2 separate regions of the Mus musculus genome follow, and region 1 is linked to region 2. Evidence: chromatin contacts called from public HiChIP or PLAC-seq data. All regions are on one chromosome and are shown on one strand. The core of a region is the stretch at or near the end of the contact, and the rest is flanking DNA. Distances in the headings are between cores, read along the strand shown.

What was found. HiChIP or PLAC-seq counts read pairs in DNA pulled down with a chosen protein or histone mark.
Region 1: a contact with region 2 is called in an H3K4me3 HiChIP or PLAC-seq map of the SCID.adh cell line, with 30 read pairs. The contact joins the promoter of Lpar6 here to the enhancer-like site in region 2. A contact is called at or near these places in 3 of 39 promoter capture datasets (3T3-L1-derived adipocytes, macrophages and stem cell-derived epiblast-like cells), 2 of 15 datasets of contacts at CTCF or cohesin (CD8 T cells and the NIH/3T3 cell line), 7 of 484 Hi-C or Micro-C datasets (brown adipocytes, embryonic ectoderm, forebrain and 2 more), 13 of 115 datasets of contacts at active chromatin or transcription factors (CD8 T cells, the HPC-7 cell line, the SCID.adh cell line and 9 more) and 4 of 9 other capture datasets (adipose tissue, embryonic tail, liver and 1 more).

Annotation. Positions count from the first base shown.
Region 1 is chr14:73,236,196-73,239,623 of GRCm38.p6, forward strand. Lpar6 (lysophosphatidic acid receptor 6) reads left to right here and starts at 1,696. Exons shown (of 1, transcript NM_175116.4): 1 at 1,696-3,428. The coding sequence starts at 2,406. The region is part of intron 17 of Rb1 (RB transcriptional corepressor 1); the gene reads right to left. RefSeq lists an enhancer at 1-131.
Region 2 is chr14:73,200,013-73,203,506 of GRCm38.p6, forward strand. Rb1 (RB transcriptional corepressor 1) reads right to left here. Exons shown (of 27, transcript NM_009029.3): 24 at 2,813-2,843. Among named protein-coding and RNA genes, the nearest start is that of Mir687, 5.1 kb to the right of the region's middle. Within about 2 kb of position 1,654, at least 8 of the 459 cell types and tissues checked have an H3K27ac peak or open chromatin away from gene starts, as enhancers often do. A contact at or near this core is called in the SCID.adh cell line and extraembryonic endoderm stem cells, where this site is marked.

The DNA.
Region 1 (3,428 bases), core at 446-2,945, 36 kb after region 2:
TTTCCTCTACAACTCTTTTTCACTAAGGTATAATCTACATATCACAACATCCTAAAAATCAGCTGACAGTATATTTTACTTATTTATTTTAAAGACCTATTTATTTTTATGTGTATAAGTGCTGGCCTGCATATATGCATGTATATCACATTCATGCATGTTTTCACAATGAAAGTAAACATGGACAGTACCAGGACATAAAACGATTATAATTTGTAAAAATGACAATAAGGGGGCTGGCAAGATAGCTCAGAGGTTAAGCACATTGGCTGTTTTTCCTAAGGTCCTGAGTTCAGTTCCCAGCAACCACATGGTGCTCATAACCATCTATAGTGAGATCTGGTGCCCTCTTCTGAACTGTAGGTGTACATGCAAGCAAAACACTGTATACATAATAAATCGTTTTTTAAAATGACAATAAGGAAACTTAAAAGTGGATCACTCAAATTTTATATTTTTCCTAAAATAACTATTAACAGAAAAGTTTCTTCATGGAGAAGAAAATGTTATTAAGTGTCCCTTTTTTCATTACTGCACTCAAAGTTCCCATCTTCCAATAGGAACACATTTGCATCTGTTTTCCACACCAAAACCAAAGCAAAGAAGTTCAGACCCTCAATCTTTACCGCCTATAAGACTGTATTATTTGATCATAGATGACTTCCTAATCAAAACAATAAAAAGATTATAATTCACCATCAAAAGTAATCAAATTTAAAAGGTATAGAACACATGATACATGCTCTTAAGTATACATCTTAATATGTAAACTAAGGTGTCTATAGAGAAACTTGCTCTGAAATGCCTTCACTGACCCCAAATGAAGGGTTTCAGCTTCAAATTTAGAGATGAAAGTAGATCTGGAATATACCCCAACACACAGCCAACATGTAAAAGAAACTGAAGGGAGAGACGGAGGAAAGGAGAATAAAATCATGGAAACTACATTTAGACAAACAGTAGAACTGAGATTCTCTGCTGTAAGTTATTTCAATTAACTCAGAAGGGGGGAGCCCGTTTTACAAAGCACACTTTCCCACTATGCTTATATTAAGTTGTGGGCAAAAGACTGACACTGTACTAAAAGTAAAAGTTTTGGAGTACTATTCTCACTACTGAGTTATAATCCTCCGGGGGGGGGGCATACTTAATGTAGTCTTTGGTGTATTAAAATTGAACTAGCTCTAGAAAATTAGTTTCAAAGAAAAATGTTAGAACATTATTTATCAAAAACTAAAGAGATCCAGGATTAAAGCTACTCACAATCATGCCAATTAAGTTAAATGCTGGAGAGCAATTAAAAAACACCAGATACTAAGAGAAGCAGGACTGCCTGCCTCAGTCAAAGGCTTTATATAAACTCTTAAGGTTCTGCCTTCAGGCACAAACAGTTCTTTAATGTGCCACTCATATCGCCTACATTTCAATTTATAAACATATATACACCCATCTGCATTTTATTTCTTTAAAGAAGGCAATATCCCAACTACAAGAGCAATAGAAGAGAAAGAATCTACCTTATGTTTCTTTCTTTCTCTTACTTATTACTAACTAAAGCAAATCAAACCACTTTGGAGAAGTTGTCAGAATCCCCGGAAAGCATTTTGGCATAAAAAGAGTTAACACCCAACTCAGCTGGGCAGCCAGTGACCATTTGCAAGCCTCCTAGGTACATTCCCAGCAGACACATTATCAGATTAAAGGAACTGCAAACAACTGGGTTGAAGCCTTCCTTTGTCCAAACCCAGCCTCTTCTTCCTGTGATGTCATATTACAAATCTGGGAAGGCTTTCTTGCTCACTTCAGAGACAGCCCATCTCACAATACAGCTGGCAACCTCCGAAAGGCCTCTCCATTCAGCAAGCGCGAACATGCTTAGGAATTTATCTGGGATCCCTTAAACGACTGCCTATCGCCGTCCGGAATCAATGTAGAAATACAAAGTTTGAGAATAAAAAGAAGGAAGAAGTACCCGAGGACGACGGGCGGACGGACGCACGGCGAGTGTTTGTGACTGAAGTAAAGCTGGTTTGGACCCTGGCGGCTGAAGCACAAGTTTCCACGCGGACTGGTCTGGTCCGACTTGGAACAGTTTTTCCTTACACTTTCAGCTTTATGGGTTGGCTTCCTTGACTGCATTTTCTGTCAGTTAACTAAACTCCAGACTCATGGATTTTCTCGACCAGAAAATCAGACTATTTTCCTGAATAATCTACTAGAAACTTTTACGGAACACATTTCATGTTTCCTTTGAAGAGTTAAGAGAAGAAAGTATTTGTAAGAACAGGAAAAGAAACAAATACTTTGCAAATAAACTGGCTGCTGCTGTGACCACATCTGAATAGCAAAGGCGATCGATCAAGCGCTGCGGACAAAAGGCCTCCTGTAAGCTGCACTGCCTGACAATGGTAAGCTCCAATGGCTCCCAGTGCCCTTATGACGACTCCTTTAAGTACACTCTGTACGGGTGCATGTTCAGCATGGTCTTCGTGCTTGGGCTGATATCCAACTGTGTTGCGATATACATTTTCATCTGTGCCCTCAAAGTGAGAAATGAAACTACAACGTACATGATTAACCTGGCAATGTCAGATTTACTTTTCGTCTTTACTTTGCCATTTCGGATTTTTTACTTTGCAACACGGAATTGGCCATTTGGAGATCTACTCTGTAAGATTTCAGTAATGCTGTTTTACACCAATATGTATGGAAGCATTCTGTTCTTAACCTGTATCAGTGTAGATCGATTTCTGGCAATTGTCTACCCATTTAAGTCAAAGACTTTAAGAACGAAACGAAATGCAAAGATCGTTTGCATTGCTGTGTGGTTCACAGTGATGGGAGGAAGTGCGCCTGCAGTTTTCTTTCAGTCGACCCACTCTCAGGGGAACAATACCTCAGAAGCCTGCTTTGAGAACTTTCCAGCGGCCACATGGAAAACTTATCTCTCCAGGATTGTGATTTTCATTGAAATAGTGGGCTTTTTTATCCCTCTCATTTTGAACGTAACTTGTTCTAGTATGGTGCTAAGAACTTTAAATAAACCTGTTACATTAAGTAGAAGCAAAATGAACAAAACTAAGGTTTTAAAAATGATTTTTGTCCACTTGGTCATCTTCTGTTTCTGTTTTGTGCCCTACAACATCAACCTCATTTTGTACTCGCTCATGAGGACACAGACCTTTGTTAACTGCTCTGTGGTGGCGGCAGTGAGGACCATGTACCCGATCACTCTCTGCATCGCTGTTTCCAACTGCTGCTTTGACCCTATTGTTTACTACTTCACCTCAGACACAATTCAGAACTCAATAAAAATGAAAAACTGGTCGGTTAGAAGAAGTGACTCCAGGTTCTCTGAAGTTCAGGGCACTGAGAATTTTATCCAACACAACCTACAGACCTTAAAAAATAAGATATTTGATAATGAA
Region 2 (3,494 bases), core at 404-2,903:
GTGACCTTGGTAAGACATGCCAGAACAGGCACACCACCCAATCTCACCCAGTAGATAAGTATGTGGAAACAGTCTGTCTCTTAGCTTCCATTTCATGACTGTCTCAGGCATGTGTATTACATGTTAGTTAAGCCAACAAATGAAGTTAGACTTTCAGATAGAACTTAAACATGAACTGATTGGTGCATTAGATAGGATCAGCTTAATTTAATGAAAATATATGTAGAGTACATATTCAACATGGCAGAAGCTAAGTCCCAGGGCCTTATTACTATGCGGATGAATAGTGTCTCCATTGTTTCACAGGCTGCAGTAAGCAAAAGTGTGATGACCTGTGTGAGCTGCCTTGCGTGAGGTGTAAACGAATGGTCCCACAGCTCCTTTGTAAAGCCCAGCAGCTACAGCCCGTCTTCAATCAGCTGTCACAGCACTGAGGATTTGTAAAATGAACTTTTACATTTTATTTAGCATATAAACTCCAACCAACCGCTAGAGCAGTGCTTTTTAACCTGTGGGTCAAGACCCCTTTGGCAAAACTCTATCTCCAAAATTATTTGTTATAATTCATAACAATATCAAAATTACAGTATGATGTAGCAACAAAACTAAGGTTCTGGTTGGGGCCAGCACACCAGGAAAGGGCCTCGGTGTTAGGAGGGCTCAGAACTAGCCAGTGCTCTAGGGTGTGCACACAGCTGTTCCCTCTCTTTCTCCTCTCTTCCTCTGTTTCCCTTTTCTTTCCCTCTTTTGTTTTCACCTAAAACAACATTAATGCTATATAGCCCATGCGGGCCTACAAATCACCATGTAGCTCAGGTTTGCCACAAACTCTTTTTTATTTTTTTCTCTTTTTGAAACTAGATGTTGTTCATACAATATATTTTGATCAGTTTCCCCTCTCCCACTGAGTTTCCCTCCATTTTTCTCTCCCACTGGAATTTATACCCCTTCTGTCTTTTGTTAGAAAACAAACAGGCATCTAAAGAATAATAATAAATAAAATAAAACAACTAAAATATGACAAAACAAATACACAGAAGAAAAAGGGCCAAAGAAAAAGCATGAGGTGGGCATATGGATGCAGGGCACGGGTTGGTACACGCAAGAATCCCTCAACACACAAACTGAAAGCTGTAACACACACAAAGAAAAACAGCCCTAGGAGACAAAAAGGAACTTCCAAAGTTGCCACTGAGTTTGTTTTGTGTAAATTATCTACTGCTGGGTACAGGACCTGCCCTGAAAGTATAGTTTGTATCCTCAGAGAGACTATTAGAGAGAACTGATTTTTCATTTCCAAGTAGTCACAAATTCTTGATCCTTCTACCTCAGTCTTCTGAGATTATAAACCACTGTGCTTGGTTCATCATGAAACCAATTATTTAAAAAATTGTATTTATTGTTGTTATATATGTGTGCACGCTGTGTGTGAATATAACAGTATGTGTACTGTGGTGCACATGCCAACAGCAGAGGACAAACTTTAGGAGTCAGTTTTCTCCTGCCACCTTTCATGTGGATTCTTGGGGTCAAACTCAGGCCCCTGGGCTTATGCAGCAAGCACATTTACCTCAGGTCCTTATTGATCAGAGAAAGACTAGCACCGAGAGGGAGCAGAAGGCAGTGGGAGGTGGGGTGAGTAAGTACAGGAAGGAGTGTTAGAGCGCGGGGGTGTGGGAGGAGGCCAGTGCCAGAGTCATGCTGCAGAGGCTATTGTGCTTCATTTCAGAGGACCTCACTTCAAACTTCTGTAAACATTTCTATGAGATTGTACACATACATGTTACCACATAGAAAGATATGAGGTCTTTGTCTTCTATTCCTGCTCCTAAAACCCTTGGAACTTCCCAAGTGATAAGGAAGATAGGGCCATCTTTTGTTCTAATAAAGAGACTCCTGATAGGCCCTTAGTATCAGTATGGAGTCAGAAAGACAAGCCCTGGTTAGAAGCTGGGAATTTTCAACCACGGTTCCTAACCTTCAGAGTAGGGAAAGTGGGTAGACATTTAGTTAATCAACTATTTGTACAAAATCCAATCCTTTAGCATTAGGCTTAGGAGAGCTCTGGAGATGCGGACTCCACAGGAGCGGGCCAGAAGCCCCAGTGGACATCACCCTATGTGTCTCTTCATCCGGCTGCTCATCTGTATCTTTTGTAATAAACTGCTATGGTCAGTAAACTATTTTCCAAAGTTTTATGAGTATTCTAGCAAATGGTCAAACTGGAAAAGAAAGATATTACAGGGATTCCCTGACTGTTGGCCAGTTTGGTTAGAAAATTAGTGCAACCCAGGAACTTGCCACTTACGACCTGGGCGAAGTTAATGACCTGAGCCCTGGAGCCAGTGGGATCCAAAGACTGCTGGGTAATCTGTCAGACTGAACTGGATGACAGCAGCTATGCATACAGTTGGAGAATTTATGTTTCACTTTGGGAGTACTGGGAACATAAAAACACTTTATGTGTGTATACAAATGACTATTTACATGTATATTACATAATCTCAGAGAAATGTTTAGAAAAAACTTGCAAGTTTCCCAATTATGAATATTATTCAAAGTTAAACCTGATTTGAAAATAACCTGAGACAGCCTAAAGGACCTATCTAGGCAACAGTGCCTTTAATCTCAAATTATGAAAATCTTCTATTTCTTTTTTAGTTGCAATATAAGTCACTGATGTCCACACAAGATGTTTAACAACAGAACACTAAATAAAGGATGATACAGGGGCACATAGCTCTTGCATCATACTGTCCGGTATATTTTATATAACATTCCATGACACCACTGTTCATAAAAAAATACTCACCCCAAATGATTCACCAATTGAGACCAAGATTCTGTCAAGTTAAGATAAAATGTGAGTTAGTTGTGAGAACTAGACACAGACCGTGCAGACATGCCGAGATGAACATAGGTGCACACTCTCAGCCACCACATATCAAAGGCTCCCTGCCCCTGCAACCACCAACACCTGATACCCATCAGGGGGTTGTTGGGCCAATGCTAGTATGATTAAGACATAACCAGGAAGAGGTTGTTTGTTTGTTTGTTTGTTGTTTGTTTTGGTGCTGAAAGCCTCAATATGCTAGTGATGCATTCTACTACTAAGCTACACCCTAGCTCTTAGATTTGCAACAAGAACTCTGTGTTTGCAGAGCATAATTCTGCCATGGTCCACATTTAAAGAGGATTTTTAGAAAAACTTAAGATTATCTTTACTTAGTTCCTCATAAATCAACAAATGTAACTTCATTCTAATTTAAGTTACATTTGATACAAACTTAGGCCAATAAATAAAACTTAAAAGACCAGTAAGATGGCTCAGCAGGTAAAAGCACTTGTGGCCAAGCCTGGTAACTTGGGTTTAGTCCCTCAAACTCATGGCAGGAGAGAGTGACTCCAGCAAGTTGTGCTCTAACCACACACATTCACAGTAGCATGCATGGCCCCACATAGATAAAATAAATATAAAACAAAACAACAATAAA